Linked DNA regions of Macaca mulatta: region 2 is linked to region 1. A link is a contact called in public Hi-C data. All regions are on one chromosome and are shown on one strand. The core of a region is the stretch at or near the end of the contact, and the rest is flanking DNA. Distances in the headings are between cores, read along the strand shown.

What was found. Hi-C and Micro-C count contacts between places; a contact is called where the count stands out from the background.
Region 2: a contact with region 1 is called in a Hi-C map of fibroblasts, with 2.8 times the contacts expected there. The contact joins the enhancer-like site here to the promoter of CCDC190 in region 1. A contact is called at or near these places in 5 of 14 Hi-C or Micro-C datasets (fetal cortex germinal zone, fetal cortical plate, fibroblasts and 2 more).

The regions. Positions count from the first base shown.
Region 1 is chr1:20,593,748-20,599,238 of T2T-MMU8v2.0, forward strand. It overlaps CCDC190 (coiled-coil domain containing 190), which reads right to left and starts at 2,510. Exons shown (of 5, transcript XM_015125664.3): 1 at 2,340-2,510; 2 at 1,103-1,301. The coding sequence starts at 2,363.
Region 2 is chr1:20,894,327-20,899,496 of T2T-MMU8v2.0, forward strand. The region is part of intron 1 of RGS5 (regulator of G protein signaling 5); the gene reads right to left. All of the region lies in intron 2 of LOC106994960 (a long non-coding RNA gene), which reads left to right. Among named protein-coding and RNA genes, the nearest start is that of RGS5, 30 kb to the right of the region's middle. Within about 2 kb of position 3,890, at least 4 of the 40 cell types and tissues checked have an H3K27ac peak or open chromatin away from gene starts, as enhancers often do.

The DNA.
Region 1 (5,491 bases), core at 1,260-3,759:
TTTTGAATAAGAGTGGGAATCAACCAAATGCCTTCTAAGACCCTTTTCCAGTATGTGAGCTCTCATTCTAGGTTGGTTTAAGCATTTATTGCAGACAGGGAAATTGAAAGCAGAGGAGTTCGGTTAGTTGCTCAGAGTATCTTTCAAACCCAAAGCTGGAGGTTAGAAAGAATTCCCAGGCTAGACATTTGGCTATTACTCTTGGCATTTATGTCATGTATAAGCTCTGTTGACCTGAAATATTTTATGTTCATTTATAGCACCTGGCCTTCCTCTTGAACATGCTCTGTCCATTTCAGACTCCTGAGTTCTGGCACTTGCCTTCAGTAAGAAAGGATGTAGTCTTCAAGAGCCAAGATATTTCTTTCCTGTGCTGAATTTTTAAGTAATATGAAAATCTAATTATTTTAATGATGAACAAAGGAGAACTAGTTTCTACAGACTGTACAACTGTGACAATTTTCAACAAAAACAGTAGAAGGGTTTCAATTGTGTAACAATTTTTAATGGATAAGAGTGTGCACTTATATAGCACTTCCTTTATCCAAGTGCTCACTGAATCCTCAAATAACTTCATAAGGTAGGAAATACTTTTATTTGACATTGGAGGAAGCTGAGGTACTAATTCCAGAGACACTTTTTCTTTCCTTTCTTTTTTAACTTTCATAAAGTGGGCTAGGACAGCGACTTGCACATTAGTAACTGCTCAATAAATTGTTGTTAGATCCAAAAGAGAAAGATCGGATATCAAAAAATGGGTGAAACCAAATCAGCCCAGATAATGAAAGAAAATCAAAATGAAAAATAAAATTTAAAAGAAGAAAACAAAGGATTTAAGCAAGAAAGAGCTAACTTGAACGATGGCAGTGACTGGAAGCCTGAGAAATGTTAGCTCAAGAAGGCTTACAGGTAGGCTGCTGGGGGGAGCTATGTAATTGACGGGGGAGGGACAAGGAAGGCTAGGCAGCCTAAAATCCAGGCTCTGATCAGAAGCTCTTGCTGTCTTGGCACTCAGGTCTCTGAAAGGGCCTTAGCGGAGTGATGGGCCCACTGCCCTGCTGTGCCTCTGGGGCATCTTCCTCCCCAGTCCTGAAAGTCTTACCTTGCTGCAACTTCTGCAGTTCTTTTTGGAGCTGCCTCTGCTCCCAGGTCAGCAATTTCACATGGTAGAGGCAGATATCCTCCAGTTTCTGCAGCCTTTGGTCCAGTCTGGCTTCAGCCTGCTTGGCATTCTTCCTCTCCAAATCAAAGTGCTTATACAATTGTTGCCTGACCATGTGCCTCTCCATCTTCTTTATGGTCTAGAGACAATAAGGCATCACAACTAACCTGATCAATGGAAGACTGAGATACTGACCCCCAGCTTTTAATCAGAGATCAGTGGTTGAACCTGTGTATTTCTGAAACCACAGGTGCCTAGTCAGATGAAATCACACTATTGTTAAATGAGTTTCCAGAGTAACACAGAAGGATTGAGGGTAGTCATTCCTCTGAGCCTCAGCCTCCTTGTCAATAAAATAGTGATACAATACAATAGGCTCCCCCAACACAGCTCCCAGTCAGATTTGTGTGAAGATCAATTGAGATAGGTAAGAACTACTCTTTGGAAAAAAAAGGTAGCCTATATATATAAGGCATTATTCACCCAATAAGAAAAGCCTCTTTTACTGTTCTTAAAGGCTCCCAAAGAGGCTGCTCAGAGATCTGGAGAGGATTTTGGAATTTAGGACGTGGCCATTCCTTCCCGCACCCTGCCAGTTCATTAATTCACATATGCGTAGGTTCATTCAGCCTATAATCCTACTGTATGCCAGGTGCTATGCTAAAAGCTAAGAGTAATGGTGAATGAGACACAGTTCCTACTCTCAAGGGGCTTTCTCGAAAAGTGGAAGATTGGGGTATCCTGATTACAAAGTAGAACAGCATCCATGATGAGTAGTCTGGGCAACACCAGGGAAGCTGCTTAGATTGGGCAAAAGCTCCTCTTCTCGTCCTCACCCATCTTCTCAGACTTTAGATGCTCTCCTTCCTCCATGTACCCTGATGTCTAAGCCCACACCTGCTTCTTTCTCCTCTAAATAGCACTAAGTAGGGACTCATTTTTCTCTCGTTTGAGTCTCTCTAACACTTTTCTCAGAGCTCAGAGCACAACATGTGCTCAGGATATAAACAGATTGCTGTCAACAAAAGTTTTGGTGATTATAATGCAGAAAAAAAGCTTAACATTAAAAAGGAGGAAAAGGTCAGGACACGGGAAAGAAATACATTTTAAGGTACTTGTTTTAGTGTCTAAAGCATAGACTAAACTTTTGTTAAAGAACAGGGCCAGTAGAACTTACCTCCAAATCCAGGGTTTTCACCATCAGACTATGTCTTGTTTCTTTTGCTATGTTAGGCTGAGTCTGGATTAATGAGCTTATTTTTCTTCAGTAAACTTAGGAGTCTGGTGTTTGGAGAAAGGACAGAGGGAGACCCGTTGGAGAGGGCTGTGAGGAGAATGTTAAATACACTTGAAAGCTCTCTTCATCCCTCCCTACCTCCCCTGGTCAAGAATGCTAGCTCCTTGGGCCATGGCACTCATCCCTGCTGGAGAGGCCAGAGCTCAAAATAGCTCTGTGGGTAAAAGAAGCCTGCCAGCTTCTAGCCTGTCCCAAGAGGGGCCCACAGAGCTCCTTCTGGGCTGTGTCCATGGGAGCCAGGAATGAAAGCAAGGAGTGTCTGTGTTCTCAATCTCTCTCTCCCCCACCCTTTCCTCCTTTCCCTCCTTTTCTTTTTTTCTCTCTTTGCCATACCTCCCTTCCCTAACCTTCATTCCTACTTCTTGAAAACCAGGTCAGCCTCAAAAAGAAAGCACCCTGTTTTTTTTTCTGTCATGACTGTGCCCACTTCGTGCAGGAGAGAAGTTAATTTATTTTGTATTATTGCACACTGTAGTGACCTTCTCCAGGCCTCTCCACGTGCTCAGAGCACTTTGGTGCTTATCAAGATTTTCAAAGTGGTGAAAGCAGCACTAAGCAAAGTAAAATTAAAATCAACTTTTGTGCGCATATTTTGAACAGCTACAGTAGAAGGCTGAGCAGAGCCATTGTTTATATAACAAGATATTGAGTGGGATTTTTACTGTTGCCTTGGAGCTTCATCTGAAAATAAGAGGCACTGATATGCCACAGTCTAAATAGAGCTGCCAACACTGGGGCCTGGTAATCCCCCCAGAGTGTACTGACACGCAGGCAGCTAAACAGGACCTACTAACCACAATCATTGCCCAGCAAATAAGTAATTATAAGGAGATTACGGGGGATAGCAGGGAGGAAGAACATGCTACTCTCGCAGTGGGAGGTAGTTCCTTTCCCATCCTTTCTCATGAGGTAATTCCCTCACCTCCAGAATTTAAATGAATGAGGTGGGATTCCAAGAAAATTATCTGGGAGAATGAGATGCTACACAAGGTGAGACCGGGATTGGGATCATACCCCCAGCTAGAGGCTTGTTGACTGCAGAACAATAGAGCAGTCCCCATTCCATCCCTTTGTTGCCACTATAGCTGATGATAGTGAGGGATTTCTTAGAAAAGCTTGGTTCCTGCATGTCATTTTGAGAGGGAACTGAAGAGGAAAGCCTTGCAGAAATAATCTATGACTGAAGGGCAAGAAGAAGCCTTAGTGTGGAGTGCCTAGGAAAAGAATGGTGGTCAAAGCCATCCTAGTTACTCTCAGCCCTCTGAGAATGTCAGAGAGGACCTGGCTCCGTGGGAGGGAGCAGAGGGATTATATGAGGTGGCGGAAACCATGGTATAGTCATCACTTTGCTCTTCTTGGAAGGCAGTGCTTCATCCGGAGGGGAAATGGAATCACAGGCAGGGCCAGAAGGAGGCAGAGACAGAAGGGATCTGAGTGAAGATGAACTCCCTCATAAAACCACACATCTCAAAAGCAGAGGACATGAGAACATGAAGAATAGACAGGAAAATCTATCTATGGGAACATGGGAACACAAGAATAGATAGGAAAATGCCAGTCGTGCCTTAGCATCACAAATGTGGCAGTTACAGAGGAAGATCTCTGCCTCCTCTATTCTCTCCTAGCCCATGACCTTAAAATGGTTAGTGTTGAAAAGACAAGGGAGAGGAAGTATACAAAAAGATCATGCCTTTTCCACTCCAAGGGTTGGAGAAGGAAGAATGATACAGCAGATAACCCTCCTTTCCCATCTCCAAACCTCCTGGAGTCCAGTGAAGAGGGGTTTAAATTAGTGTGAAATTGGAGCTTCAAAGCAGAATGGATTTTTTTTTTTAAACAAAATGTCAAGGAATGTGTAGAATCTGCCCAGGATATCATTAAGGAACAAGAAAGAAAATCAGCAAAGATAGTGATTGGAAGTGTAAAACTATCATTCTCAGATTATGTCCTTGCTTCCACCACCAGAGAAAGAAGTAGTTCAAACTGCTCAATAAAGTGGTTTTGATTAAAACAAAATTTTACAGAATAGATTTTTAATGCACATTCATGTAGTTTTCTATAATTCTCTCTGTTTTACGTGGAGTCACATCCTTTTGTAGTCAAAACACATCTGGAATCAAATAATCTGCCATTTATAGAATATGTGACTTCAGTCATTAATCGTGTCCTATCCCTTGGTTTCTTTATTTGTAAAATTGGTTAAAAGTATCTGTATCATAGGTTTTCTGATAGAATTGAATGAAATGATGAATTTAAAGTAATTCGTGTATAGTAGATGTCCAATAAAAGTTAGCTCCTGATTTTCAGCAAAGATGGAGTAATGGGAACTAGATTTACTTTTCTACATGAAACAATTTAAAAAGCAGAAAAAAAATCATGAAATTAAAAAAAATTGGACATCAGTCAGATAGGATGGTGATCCCTGAGACAGTGGAAACAAACCAGGGAATCCTTATTATTGCTACAGCTTACTGACTAGAAAGGGTTTCCAGACCACAGCACAAGAATTGAGCAAAAAGGCAGGGGTTTCTGACTTGAGGAGACAGAGGTATAAGTTCAGAGAGACCCAGGTATCCAGAATTAGCAGGGTAGAGTAGTAGATCCAAGAAGCTCAATGAGGCCAGGCGCAGTGGCTGACACCTGTAATCCCAGCACTTTGGGAGGCCAAGGCAGGTGGATCACAAGGTCAGGAGTTCAAGACCAGCCTGGCCAACATGGTGAAAGCCCGTCTCTATTAAAAAGACAAAAATTAGCTGGTTGTAGTGGTGGGCACCTGTAATCCCAGCTACACGGGAGGCTGAGGCAGGATAATTGTTTGAACCTGGGAGATGGAGGTTGCAGGGAGCTGAGATCACACCATTGCACTCTTGGGTGACTGGGTGAGACTCCATCTCAAAAAAAAAAAAAAAAAAAAAAAGAAGCTCAATGAATCTCAAGCAAAAGATATATGAATTAAACTACTGCAAGGTATATAAAATAAAATTATTTTAAAAAGTAATAAAGAGATACTCTTAAAAACAGCCAAATTTAAA
Region 2 (5,170 bases), core at 2,640-5,139, 300 kb after region 1:
CACAATATTCCACCCAGTCCGTGAAAAACTTCAGCCATAATCACGTCCTCCTGGCTCCATAGGTCCCTCCCTTCCTGTACATCTGTGGAATGCATGCTGCAACTCTTTGCAGTTTCAGCCTTGACCCAGTAGTCCACTCACCAATATTTAGATGACAATGATGTAATGAAAGTCTCTCATGTTTAGGTTTCTGTTCGGTTGGTCCTTTTGGTTTTAACTTTATCCCCCCTCTCAACTTTATTTACATTTTTTTTCTATCTCTTGCTCCATTTGAACTTTTTGCTTTTGTAAAAGGCAGAAACATATTTGTGTTTGATTTCCTGATGCAAGAATAATAATTGGAGATTAAGGGATAATTAGAACAAAGAAATTGAAAGTATGTAAAAGAGTTATTAGTTACTTAATTCATTGATTCCTTACTGATTTACTCATTGGTCATGTTTACTGTGTCTGGCAGTATGCAGTAAATATACAAACATCATTAGGTTTGCTCCTTGCTTTTAAGGTGCTTTTAACCTGGAGAGGTCTTACATGTGGAAACAATCACAAACAGGTACTTAAGGACAGACTGTCCAGAAAGCAGCAGAGCTCTGGTGGAGGAGCACCAGTGTCCACAAGGGCAAATCAGGGGAACTTCTCAGAGGAGGCAAAGGTGGAACTAGAGAATGAGTAGCAGTCAGTCAGTTGGGCTAGAAAAGAATGACCTTTCCAGACAGAAGGGTGGGTGCGTGTTATTTGAAGGGATGTAAAAGTAGTCTGTACTGCAAAAGGGTGAAACGTGAGAGAGCAGAAAGCCAATTAAATGAACTTACTCTGTCTCCCTTCTAGATAGAGGGATGGATGTTGGAGGGACCTCTATATAGGACCTAGCTTGCAGTAAAGTTGGTATGAAAACAAACAAGAGATAAAACTATAGAAAGGTGCCTTTCAAAGACTCTGTATGTAAAGAAGTGGCATCCTATCATATGAACTCAATGTATCTCACATTTTCTTTTACTATTTCAGGATGCACCTTCTGTGAAAACACCATTTATAAATGGTAGTTACATGCTCAAGACATGCCACAAAATCCTTTTAAAACCAGGATGAATCAGAGCCCTACTACTATTTTATCTATATCACTGCTTAAATAGAGTATTTCTGTGGAATGATCTAGAAATCAACTATCATTTACAACATTGCCTAGAGAAAATCATATTCCATTTCCTCAGAGCAGACAAACATACCAGAACATCAGGTTACTCTTTTCCTCATATTTGCCCTGGAGATGTAAGGGAGAAAAGATATTCAGTGCTTTGGAAAACACTTCTTTCTACGGCTTCAATTTCTGGCTTGGTATAGGCTCAAGTATAGAGCATTACAAAGTTAAGAGTATTTAAGTTGTGAAGTCCATTAAATTTAATTAAGAGTTCGTTATTCAGGGAATGAATAGTATTATTGCATTTCTGCTCATACAACAGTAAAGTTTAAAGGCCGAGGAGTTAACAAATGCTGAAGTTCAAACCACTTTAAACATTGCACTCTTTTCACAAGACTAAATAATGTTAGATTTGTTTCTCTTCTCAAGAATTCCTGGAATATTATTTCATTCCCCTTTCCCTTTCCTCCCTACCATAGCCTCACAAACATATGAAAATGAAACAAACCAAATGAAAAATTCAAACAAAACAATAGCGCCAGCCTACCAAACTATTTTCCCTTTATAGATAAACTTGAATGTATCTGACATTAACTTAACATCAAAAACAACACTATCCAGAGAAGATAATTTTCTAACTTGTTTACAATTTCATGCTCGGTCTCAGGCTCTCTTTGACTGCACCCTAGACATTTTTTCCTGGCCACATTACGTTAATGCTAGTTAACAAGAAGCTATTTTTATCTCCTCTCATCTCTCCTCCTCCTGTTATTCCGTTGTTTTACAAAGAAAAACTTGTTTTGAAATAAAATCAATTGAAAATGCTTGAGTAAAAGTTTAATTAAAGGCTCAGAGGAAGATAATTCTTTGTCTAGATGACTCACACTAGTGATTTCAAACTGAAAATTATTTGAATAATTGTGGGGCTGTGCAATTTTAAATCTGCTCCCTGTGTGGGTATGCTGCCTGGCTGGGAAGTCATAATTCAAAAGGCCACGGACCACCTCAGTCCTTCCTGCTAGTGCGTGAATTTAGTGGGTTATCACCTTAAGATGCATAAGTGTGGAAAACAGGCACAAGCAATCACTAAAAACAGAAACATAGTTAAATTTTGAGAAATATATTCCACCAGAATGTGTGAAGAACCAATTATATATAAAGTCTTATACTAGGTGTTTCAAGGGTTACCGAGTTGTTTCTCACTTCAGAGCCACTTGGAACAATTGAATATAAAACACATACATGTAAACTGTATAGCAGATATTTTTCCAGTCATTGATGAAGGTAGGTGGAGTATAAAAACAAAAGAACACAGGCCGGGCACAGTCACTCATGCCTGTAATCCCAGCACTTTGGGAGGCTGAGGAGGTTGGATCATGAGGTCAGGCATTCAAGACCAGCCTGGCCAAGACAGTGAAACCCCATCTCTACCGAAAATACAAAAAAAGTAGCCAAGCGTGGTGGCAGGTGCCTGTAATCCCAGCTACTTGGGAAGCTGAGGCAGAGAATTGCTTGAACCCAGGAGGCGGAGGTTGCAGTAAGCCAAGATCGTGCCACTGCACTCCAGCCTGGACAACAGAGTGAGACTCTGTCTCTAAATGAATAAATAAAAGAACATAGACTCTAACCTCAAGGAGCCCTAACTTCCCAATGTGCAATGGGAGACACTATATACCTAAAAACTGCTCCTAATATATTCTCAGAGCCCTCTGAATTTTTCATTCATGGCATTTTTTGATTTGCATTTATATCTCCATATGTATATGTATATGCGAATATTGTCTATCGTTCCCATAAAAGTGTCAGGTCCCCAAGAGCAGAGTGAACATCTGTTTAGTTCACAATTACAGCTTCAGCACTTAGCACAGAGCCTGGCATTTAATAGCATTCAATAAAGATTTGCCATGTAAATTGATGATTGAGCAAATGAATGAATGAACTGAATTGCTAGGTTATAGTAAAGCTGCATTTTGGGGTGGAGTAGGTGAAATATTGGAGTGCAGCTTAGAATGAGTCACTGAGGACTAAGATGTCTCTAATTTGCTAACTGGACAGAGGTAACACCATTAAGTGACTATAAGCACTATAAAGTAAGTGAATTCAATTTCTGTCCTTGAAAGAGATTGAGAATGGTCAAGTGGGGCATTTAGTTCCTCATATTATATAGGACATATGCTAATGAGAAGAGGCAGGGAGGATAATTGCAATCACTAGCAATCTGAAAAGAATCAATTATGAGACCATAATTTTTCAGGATATAAAAGAAACAGAAGTAGCCCTGGGGCATAGGTTATTCCTGTGGTTGAAAGACTTTTAGCAATCACAAACAGGTTTCGCTGTAGACGCCAGACAAATGTCAGGAAAGAGAAGGAAGAAGAGATGGAGGAAAGTTGAGAAGCATAAGGCAAGATTTTTACAACACATTTCCAAAAGAGGTGTCCTAACGGGATAATCCCGTTTAAATTCAGTGCAATTTAAATCCGCGTCTCAGATGCCCCCTGCTGGCCGTGGGAAGGCGTGAGCTTTAGCAAAGAACTAAGCAGAGAGCAGATCGGTTGCAGGCTGCTTCCTTCTGAAGAAACACAACGAAGCTTCTTTCCACGGACTAAAAAGAACATGTCTGGAACAGATACCCAGGAAAGATAAACACAAGCTTCTAAAACACTCACTAGTCGTCGATGTCTACAGCCGAGAGTAAGGCATTTGCCGGATTGGAGACCAGAGGAGAGGAGCTCCTCTGAGTTCCCTGCAGCTGAGAACTAATCTCAGAGGCAGAACCCAGCAGAAACTGACAGAGGGAAAGGGGCCCAGAGGGTCCCTGCGCGGGCCCGTCAAGAGGGATGCATTTTGTTGAAAGCTGGAAAAGCCTTCTCCCTGGCTGCTCATTTAAAACTTTAGATCAGTGGAGTTTGCTCCTCGTAGGTGGCTCCGAGACAGGGTAATGGATGATCTTGAAAACCCTTAGGGGAAGTATAAGAGTATGATAGTGGAAAGTCAGCTCAGTTCTGGGACTGAAATCTTCAACTTCCCAGGAACCTCAGCATGGCCCCTAAAATCAAGATGGACTCTTAACTGCAGGGAAAGGCAGTGCCGGGTGATTGCGGTGGAAAGAATCTATCGTTTTGGCATCTACCATCTACCCTTTTTCTGAATTAACCTACTTCAATTTGAACTACAGAAAATTCACTCATTGTTTGTGCTTTAACAGCATATGAAAGAGTTTAGTAATGCAGTGTGATATCATGTTAAAACATATTTATTTTCTTACTTGATTTATTTAATTAATATATAATACATGATGGAAAATGACTCTATGGTTAGTTAATATGAAATACTCCTCAGGTGCTCCAAATGATAAAAAGGTGAAGAAAAATGCTAACGAATGTATAGTAGTAGTAGTATTAATTTGTTATGATATGACTTCAGAAATGACAGCTCTGTTTCTAAACACAAGTGAGTCATTCCCTAGCAGTGTTTTAGGCTTTCGCTCATACTAGTAATTACATAATAAGCCCCTTCAAACTATAAGATGGCTGAAAAGATGAAACTGACAATGTCATTTGTGTCAAATATATTCACAGAAAAAACGTTTATCTATTATACCCTTTCAACTCTTGATATGTTCGAACGTTTCCCTTCAGCAGATTGTCTTAATAACAACTCTTTTCATTTTTGTGTTCAAGCTGTTACCTCAACTGCCCCAGGTTAACTCATTGTCAGTAAGGGACCATCACAAGTAACCTGCAGTAACAGACTAGGAAGTCTCCCAGGGTTCTTGTTTAAATAAGCTGACTTAATTTCTTAGGACCATGGTGGACACGGAAAAGCCTGTGCAGGCCGGGTGCGGTGGCTCACGCCTGTAATCCCAAAACTTTGGGAGGGCAAGGCAGGTGGATCACCTGAGGTCGGGAGTTCGAGACCAGCCTGACCAATATGGTGAAACTCTGTCTCTACTAAAAATACAAAATTAGCCATGTGTGGTGGTGCATGCCTGCAATCCCAGCTACTCAGGAGTCCGAGGCAGGAGAATCC